Linked DNA regions of Drosophila melanogaster: region 2 is linked to region 1. A link is a contact called in public Hi-C data. All regions are on one chromosome and are shown on one strand. The core of a region is the stretch at or near the end of the contact, and the rest is flanking DNA. Distances in the headings are between cores, read along the strand shown.

Evidence for each region. Hi-C and Micro-C count contacts between places; a contact is called where the count stands out from the background.
Region 2: a contact with region 1 is called in a Hi-C map of the Kc167 cell line, with 1.8 times the contacts expected there. The contact joins the promoter of CG6959 here to the promoter of l(3)neo38 in region 1. A contact is called at or near these places in 15 of 107 Hi-C or Micro-C datasets (the Kc167 cell line, the ML-DmBG3-c2 cell line, the S2 cell line and 5 more) and 1 of 6 datasets of contacts at active chromatin or transcription factors (the Kc167 cell line).

The regions. Positions count from the first base shown.
Region 1 is chr3R:11,776,990-11,782,057 of dm6, reverse strand. l(3)neo38 (lethal (3) neo38) reads left to right here and starts at 2,930. Exons shown (of 6, transcript NM_001043243.3): 1 at 2,930-3,076; 2 at 3,437-4,584. The coding sequence starts at 4,380. prd1 (pruning defect 1) reads left to right here. Exons shown (of 10, transcript NM_141858.2): 9 at 1-56; 10 at 119-927. The coding sequence ends at 238. lncRNA:CR45595 (long non-coding RNA:CR45595) reads right to left here and starts at 1,417. Exons shown (of 1, transcript NR_125145.1): 1 at 950-1,417.
Region 2 is chr3R:11,866,850-11,871,404 of dm6, reverse strand. CG6959 reads left to right here and starts at 1,945. Exons shown (of 3, transcript NM_141865.4): 1 at 1,945-2,610.

The sequences.
Region 1 (5,068 bases), core at 1,681-4,180:
GCATGGAAATGCAACGTTTCCTGCGGTTGCTAGAGCAGCTTTGGCAGTCTAAGAATGTATGTTTCTCGTTGACTACTAAACCTTTCCTTAGCAATAACGAAATATTCTAATTTTACAGAACGATCTATTTCCAATAACCATACTAGACGACGGTGACTCTCTGGCCGAGCAATATAATAAACTTTATATGGACACAAATAGGGCCTGGGAGCCTTTGCTATCAGCTGCGCTGGGTTAACGTGGCTCTGGCCATATATACTCCATTTACAAATAGAAAATTATATTTCCATATACATTACTCAAGCGTTAAATATTCTATCCTGAATACTCAAATAGCTAAAGAACAAAAAGTATTGATATTTATATAGTCTGTATGTATTATGTATTATGATTTTGTAATGCGTGCCTCCGCTTGACTCATTCATTCGTTTGCGCTTAGTAACATCTCATTTGAATAATTTTTGTGATATTAAACTTAAAGTCGCTGATCTTTGGTATGCTCTTTTGTAGGATATTTAGTTTCTATTGATTTTCTACATTCGTTATTTCTTACCTTTTATAAATACATTGTGTACAAATATTGCACAGATAATAAGAAACAAAATATTATACATAATCTAACTTATACGAATATTGGACATGTAATCAATCGGTAATGTTATGTTTTGGGGGTGCTCTTTTGGTCCAAGGATCATATCCATATGATATACGACAAACAATATGTGGCTATTTATAAAATAAACAAAACAAACATTTATAAATGTGTATTAGGAAAAGTGTGCATGGTGGACTTAATCTTATTTTGCAATGCTGTGCCTCTCCTTTTCAATTAGCATAGATTAAATTCCCCTCCCAACGCCCGACATTTCGCTGTAAGCCTTTCAGCCCACTAAAAGCTCATGATAATTAATAAAACCAATAAACGCCATTACAAAACGAATTTTTATTTATTCTGAGCTCGCTGATGGTCCTTGACATTTTCAATAATTGCAAGTGGTGAAAGGGTTTACAGAGGAAAGGGTTTTCTGGGCTCTAAGTCGGGTTTATGCTGTGTGGGACCCTATATTCCGAATGAGTGTGGGGGAGATGGAGTGGGGGTCTGGAGAGGATGCTGAATAAGGAAACAAGTTACATACAAATAACCTAACATCAACATACATTGTGTACATGTGCACAACTATGTACATACATATGTATATGTACATCGGTATATCGAAGTATCTGCAGGTACATTCTGTACCCATGAGTGTGAGAGTATCAAAATATTTGATAGTGCCGGTGATCGAGTTTTCTAACTATTATTCGATACTCAGAATATTTGTATCTTCCGTCGATCGGCAGTAATTAATAATTGGAAAATGTGCATATAAACTCTAGATAACACATGTAACAGTTGCAATTGCTCGAAAATCAAGCTAAACAAAGCATTGCATTCAAAGATTCAAGCGCGGCAGAAAGAGAGAAGACGAGAGAACGAGCAAGTGAGTGAGAGACGAAACAAGGAGAATGTGAGAGAACGTAAAAAACTCCAACCCTCTGTATTAAACGAGTAGAAGACAAGACTGCAACAGGAAAAAACAAGAATGAGAAAAGACATACAGACATGCACACACAGGCGCTTATGCAAGTGCACGTGTATATGTGAATTAACACATAAAAATTAAGGTGCAGTCGAATCGACTTGCCGGTCTCCTGCGCATTTATTTTGTTACTTAATAATGTTAATATTATAAATAGAGATTGCTTAAATTTATTAAAAAAAGAAGTCATACGCATATTATTATATCTCTAGGTTATAGAAATATTTCCGTTAATTAAGCTTATGTAAATGGGGGTATATATGTATGTACATATATATGTATGTACATACAAGTATTTATCTGTCATCAAAATTCATAATGAAGAGGGATCACTAATTGAAAATGGGTCGAAACTCCTAGGGGGAGTTATTTTACCGATCTCGAACCCCTAGATGTGGGTTTGGAAAACATGAAAACACTTGCAAGAAGGCAGGAGAACAGAGGCAGAAGCGGAATCAAAAAAAGAACTTGTCTTAGTTCCACGGCCTGCTTTCTTTCGCCGCTGGACTCACTTTCATTAATACAACATACAGCAGAGGCAGAATTGAATGCAACGAGAGCAATGCGCTCGAGAACGCTCTGCTCTCTCGGCCTCTCCTTTCCCTTCGTCTACACATGTCCGTGGGCAAACAGATCCAGATACATGCACACAAGCATATAGCCAAACATAGATACTTGAAAACACATCGTACATACGCCGCTACAAACTGACATATTCACATGTAAACGTATAAGTGCACAGCCATACCACACAACCCCAAAAAGTTGGAAAACCAAATAAAAATACAAGGCGCATTGTATGTGCGTTTTTCTTGTGGACACTCTACGTCGATCTATGAGTACCCTTTTTGCAAGTTAATAAGAAATTTCATTATGATTGTTTCGAGTCCTAAAGGCTATATTCAAACCCAGATATAATGTAATATTTTTAAAAAATGTTCTTCAACAAGGTAGCCATTATCAGGAAATATATTAAAAGCAGGTTATCCTTTTACCCTCCAAAGAACTACAATAGTAGTTTTAGTAGTTTAGGGCATCCAAAGTGATCAAGATCCAGAATTTTGTTATGCAAATAAATTTATTCCCTACCATTAAAATACATAAATGCAATCTTAATGGCCCTTTCTGCTGTGCCTAAACCAAATCCAGATATTCAAAAAGTCATCCTGGTCGACGTTGTCAATACATTTGTTGTTGCCTCGACGGCGGTCACAAAAAGTAGCTCATCTCTCGCTGGAAACCAGTTTTTATGCTTCGCTCCCAACCGGTTTTCATCCTGATAACTTACAGCGAATTTCGTGGCTCGTCTCACTGCGTGTCTGGCTATGAGGTTCGGATCAGCTCGGTATCGGCTTCAGTCCCAGCATAAATTGCACTTCGCCTGCACGGATCGCGCATGAATATTCTGCCCAGCAATCTGGCCAAGTGACCAAGCCAATTTCGGGAGCAGGGGCCTGGGACCAGTGTCATATGCCCGACACTCGGTGCAGCGAAATGTAAGGAACGTTCAAATAAACGCGCATTTTCCAGAGAAGTAGAAAAACTTCCACCCTCAAAGCGGCACACAGCGCACAAACATACAGACAGTCGTACAAACACACAGCGAACTAATACAGACATGTAAGAATGCTGCAGTCGTGCAATTGGTTGGTAGACGAATAGTTGCTACCCAGTAAATGCGGGGGGTCATTGCCAATGCTTAACATGATCTTGGGAATAATTAAAAAAAATATATTTAACAAGAGGAGCGCTAAAAGGGGTGTAAAATTATCATTAGCAATCGGTTGATTTAAAAACATTCTATTTATTATATGTATTAAATAATTTGAAAAACTAATTAAACGATCAACTTATAGGTAAAATACCCATCTAAACTACCGATAAAGGTAACCATGAGAGATTGGATGAAAACGAGTGCCATTAGCCCTCTAACGAAATATAAAAACTAAAAACCATCTAAACCATAAGCGAGGAAAAGGGGTGCGAATACCTCCCAACCGATATACCCAGCGTGCCTCTGGGCACTGTCACTGTCATTTGCGTCGCAGCGCTGCCGCCGTCCGCGTCCGCGTCGCTTTGCCTGGCCCAGTGTTTCCGCTTTCTTTCGCCTCGTTGTAATGTTACTTTTAGTTTGATGTCGGAGCCTCGACGAGCCGGTCGTAAGCGAAATCGTAAGCGAGACTTTAGTGCGATTCCGCTCCGTTCCGCCGGTTGTGTGTGCGTGCTTAGTTCGAGCTGAGGCGAAGCAGAAGCAGAATCGGAATCAGAATCCAGCGGAATCGAGAATCAAAATCGAAACCGAAAGTGGTTCTCCGCGTGTGCGAGCTAGTGTGTGTGTGTGTGTACGTGTTGTGTTTGGGCCCGCTTTTCTGCTTTTCTACCCCCGAAAAAGCAAAGCACAGCATAAAACTGTGCGCTCGTAAGCGCGTACGTGTGTCTATGTGCCTCTGTGTGAGTGCTAGTGTATGAGTGCGACCAGGGGAAAGGAGGCAAAGAAAAGAAAACCAACCCCCACCAGCGACGGCGGAGAACAGGAAAACAACAACAGAAGGCACACAACCAGCGCACCACCACCATCATTACCATTACCGCCACCACCCACTACAACACTTCGTCATCGTTTCGCGTTGTGCAGAAAATAATTACAAAAAAGAAAAGAAATAGAATTGCAAGTAATATTAGCGACCGATCGAGTTTTAGTGCTAAAGCGATTCGAAAGATTGTCTTGCTTAAACCAAAAGGGCCCCTCGAGGCCCTAGAACTACTATCCATTACCCCGCCGATCATCCCGATCCTGACATGATGAACTTCTCCGCGTTCGGCGGCCCCTTCTCCGGCATCCACCAATTTGCCGCTAAATTCGACGCCCAGACGCCGGGCGCCTTCGGCACGCCCCCCGCGGCTGCCGCGAATGCAGCAGCCGCAGCGGCAGCGGCCGGCACCGATAACCATGTGCAGCGATATCAGACCAATGGCAATCACTTTAATCAGAATGTGCCCAACGGTAAGTGCATCTGCCCCACCACTACACTATACTATACAACATTTACAATGTGGCTACACATACGGACAGACAATCGCCTGCAATGCACATGCAGGCACATGTGTCTGTATAACATAATCACTAAAAATTTATTTTATTTTTATCGATTTATTTTCGCCCGCTGCGGGCAGCGACGCCGGCGTCAAAGCGTCAGGGGGTATACACTCTCACTCGAGCAGCGACAGTGGCGGTGGTGGTGGGGAGACAGAGTCGTTGACAGAGGCAGTGGCAGAGGGGGTCGGCTACTGCCTCGCCTAATGCCCTACACACAGAGGGTCTTGTTTTGGGGCAAAGGGCACTACTCTTGTTGGAATGGCAACTTCTGGATAGCCTTCTTTTTCAAAAATAAACTAAACGGGCTGCTGATAGTCATCAAAAACTAACGGGTACTTCTTGCAATAACTTATGATTAAGATCATCATAAATGAGAATAGTAAAACGTAAA
Region 2 (4,555 bases), core at 696-3,195, 90 kb before region 1:
GGTGGTGAAAGGTGGAGCTTGGCTGGTTAAACGAGGAGGAGGCCAATCAAGCTGCATGAGTGCATCCTACTGGAGCTCAGCTGCATCTTCCTCACACACACATACGCACAGAGCGGCAGGAACACGTGTGTGGCATCATCATTAACGGTACCGAAAGGATAGCTGTTTGAAAGGAGAGAAATGGGGGTCTCAGACTTTCTCCATTCACCTTGCCCCTTTCACCTGCCTGTTGTCTTTGCTGATTGCCTGCTAAAGGCAGATAGCAAGAAAGGAAAGGAGACTTAGTTAAATCCGAATTAAGTCAGATAACCGATCGTCAGAAGATTCCGGAGTATATCTGCTAACTGCCGGCAAAACAGGATGACATCAACGTGGAATGTTAAGTTTCATATATATTTCAGTATTTATTTATAATGCAGTTATTGTTACTAAGAATAGATTGTCTGCATACGTCTATTCTATTCTATTTCAAGCAGTAGGCGTGTATTTATCACGGCAGTTAAAATGGGGAATTCGATTTGAATTTGATTTTGATATCCAAAACGGATTTTCCAGTGCGGTAATTGCATATTTCGTGTTAAATCGGCTTATCCCCTTTTCGAAATGCTAATTTATTTGTCAATGTGCATGCATGTGTGTGTTTGTGTGTTGCCAAACTCCCATTTGTGAGTGTGTTGAGCCGAGCATGAATAATTCAAATCAAAATTAATTCGTTATTAGTTCGCAGCAAACACACACAAGCAACAGGCTTGAAGGGAAAGTGATGCAGGAGCAAAAAGCCTGCGCCACCAATAAGTATGGCCGGGCATAAAGCCACGGGCATAAAGCCAACCTCATTAGCAACTATGCATATATCTATGTTTGTATGTATGTACTTGGGAGTGGGCACAAACCTGGCTTCAATAGCGCCTTGGAAAATTTACATAAAACACTAAAAATATCAACAACAACGTCCGCTGTCAAAGTAAAGAAGCGAAAAAACGCTAAAGAAAAACTAGGAAAAATGAAATTCAAATAAACCTTAAAATTGACTTAGCAACGACGACAGCGGCGGCAGCGACAACAACAAAAACAACATCATTGGTGACAGAAGCAGCGTCAGCAGCAGCAAAAAAACAATACATATACACGTACATATACATATATATCTAGAAAAACCGCTCCATGACATCAACAAACAATCAGCGACTAAGAAAAATGAAAATGAAATGTAATGCATGAAAGCCTGGCTTAAATGAAAAGCGCAGGGTTAGCATTTGTTACTAAAATTAGTAGTTTTTTGGCGCAAAATCAAATGGGTTTAATCGCGGTGGCTCTTAAATCCTCCTTACCTGCTATTTATACTCTTCTGTCGTCTGGGGAGTTTTGGAGCCCACTGCGAATGCAACACATCGAACTCAAACAGGTTGGCAGACCAAAAATCAAAGCGAGGGTGGATTCAGAAGTTCTGTGGCTTTTTTAGCTTGTTTCTTATTGCTAAGTGGACTATAATACAGTATAAATAGTTACTATTTAGGAAGATTTTTCAGTAATTTTAAAATTCTATAATTGTATATATTATTATTCATTAGCTGACATAAAACTGACATATGAGTAGGCATATCAATCTTGTTAGCATTTTTGTGATTTAAGTTCACTAGCAAATGCATAGGCATATTTGCATTTAATGCATTTCGACCACTTTAAATTGTCGTATTAAACGCTAGTTACCTTAAAGTTGGGCCTGATTAAAGGTTCAATTACAACAGTTTTGTAATATCAATTTGTTTCTACTGCAGCTCAGCCCCAACACCCCAATCTTCGTTTTCTTTCGAACATGTTGGAGTTGCCGGCTACCATCGAACGCGTTTGAAGCCGGCTGCCATTGTGGGGCTGCTTCTCTGCCCTCCCTCTGTCGCGACGCTGCTGCCATTGGCGCTCGGCGTCGCTGCTCGGCTACAGTTTTCAGTTTGTTTATAAACTTTGTGCTGTGCGGATGTGTCGTCGCGCGCTTGTCGTCTGGGTAAATCAATCGCTCTGGAGAATCTCGCTACTAGCAACGTACTTTGAAACCACTAGCCAGCCGCTTGGCGGTCCGTTCTATCCCGTCCATCGTCCCGCCGTCGCTGCCGCTCCGACCAACCCAACGCCCACATCTGCGCCCACGCGGTCGAGGAAAAGCTGAGGAAAAGCGCGCGCGCGACAAGTGAAGCTCACAGGTTAGCTGTGCTCGTATGGGTGAAACAGTGAGGAATTGTGTTTACTTGTGTGATTTCTTTTGTTTGCTGGCCAATTGTGGGGCTTAATTGAATGCTTGTCTCATATGGGCCAACAGAACCCACAGGCTGCCAACATCAACAACAACAACAACAACTGCACAAGCCTACTCGAGTGTTTCGCAACGCCATAAAAAACACATATATATTGGAAATATAAAAAGAAGAAGAGGTGAAATACCAAAGCAGTACATATACAGGCACATATCGACGGGACGAGAAGAGAAGCTAAGCCAGAAATACTATATGTACATATAAGCAAATGGCATATAGCATATAGCTATAGCATACGAAAACCAGTTTCGAACCGCCGTAGCAGAATCGAAAGCAGCGCAGTCGCAGCGTTTTGACCGAGGTGAGTTGTTCAGTGGTGTGCGTGTGTATCTGTGTGTGTTTTACCGCCCACATGTCGCGGCTTTCGCTGCCGAAGTCGACGTCAACGCCAGCGGAGTAGCAAACTGGCTTTTGTCGTATGTGAAAAGTAACTTTAATTTGATCGGAGAATCTGTCCCTAAGCATTGCCCCTCTCCCCTCCCCAAAAAAACCCCTCTCTCCACTCTTTGCAAAAAATAAAAAATAAAAAACCACCAACAACTTGTTGAGGCATTCTTTATTTGACCAAGCAGAACCGGAGACAACTCTAATTTGATTCGAGAACCCAGAAAATGTAAATCATTTTGGAGCAACAACAAAACACCAGTAAACTAAACTAATTTGCACAGTTTTGCTTTTGCCAAACTTTGTCTCTCAATTTGGGCAAAAATAGATCAAAATTGCCAACTTTCAGATACACGAACTTTTTACACGCTTGCCGTTTTTACTACACTTTTCAGTCATCATATTCAATCGGTTAATTAATCATATAAAAACTTTAGGTTTGAATATCGTTCAAGTTCGGAAAATATTAAATATGTATAATATTAAAATAAGTATTAAAAATTTGTAATACAAGAATTTCTGGATTTATTTTGAATTAAATCTCGAACTTAATTGAATTAAGATTATATTTGCAAACTCAATAACCATTTTTTGTCAAAAAATGATACTACTGTATGTAAGGGCAATAAAAAAACTAATTTAGACAAGAGAAGGCAACAACAACCTATAGCAAAGGCAAAACAACAACAAAAGAACCTACAACAAAACACGAAAAGCTCCGAAAAGTTTTTAATTGTCAACTTTAAGCCGAAGCCAACTTTTCAGGAATATGGAAGAGTTGTTTTTTCCTTTTTTTTGGGTGAACTTCTTCCTCCTTCGCAGTCTCTTATTTAGCCCTTTTTATGGCGAGGTACTAACTAATTGAAATTTACTTAACTCGTTCTTATCCCCACTGTCTACTTAGTTTTCCCCATCGTGGGGCTAGTATTGGGAGCATGAATTGTTTGCTCTTCAATGTATTGTAGAACAATTTGGCTTTGCTTGCCTGCATTATTTATTGGCCTAATCAATACCTGATTAACGAGGGAAATTCAATGAAGTAATGTTGAATCGAATTAACTGGGCCGAGAGTTCCACTATCTTATATATTTACTACATACGCCTAACCAATATAGCCCCCAGAATAATTACATTGTAATAAATACATTGTACCTTACGGCATTTAATATTGAAGTCAATCACTGTGCACAATTTTTTTAAGGACATCAGATACTTTGACTACCTCCGTTGCGGTCTTCATCTTTTTTGCGCACTCACTTAATTATCTTTCAATCCCTGTATCCCGATCTACCCCAATGTTGCCCCGCTGCTTGCGCCTTTTTAATTTGTTTGGCCTGCTTTTGCCGAGACTTTATGTACTCGTATTTCACAGTTTGCCTCAATTACGGACTCCTGTGCCCCTGTCTTCGTCCTCCTTGTATGGTGTGTCCATGGTGTCCATGGACCTGCATCCATGCGTCTACTTTTTATGGGGAACTTTTGTTTTCGTGCCATTTTTCATATACTTTCGCTAGCTACGCACAAATTAAAAGTTTATGCAGCCAGAATGATGATGGGAGTTGGGTAGGTTAATATGCAGGCTGTTTGGGATGCAGTGCATCTGCCACTGGAGCCGAGGACTAAAACTGCCAACTAGCCCAGCAAGCCAGACTTAATGCGCAACAATATTTTTTCTATCGCACAGCAGCAGGCCAAAACTTTATCCAGCCACCGAATATTTCCCCCCTGAAGCCTTCGTCCTTTAGCACACGCCCTCTCGTCCTTATATCGCCAACACTTTCACCGGGCAAATATTTGGAATACATTTGCTGCAGTTGCCAAGGGACAGACTTTTGGCATAATTTGTATGCAAAAATCTCAAA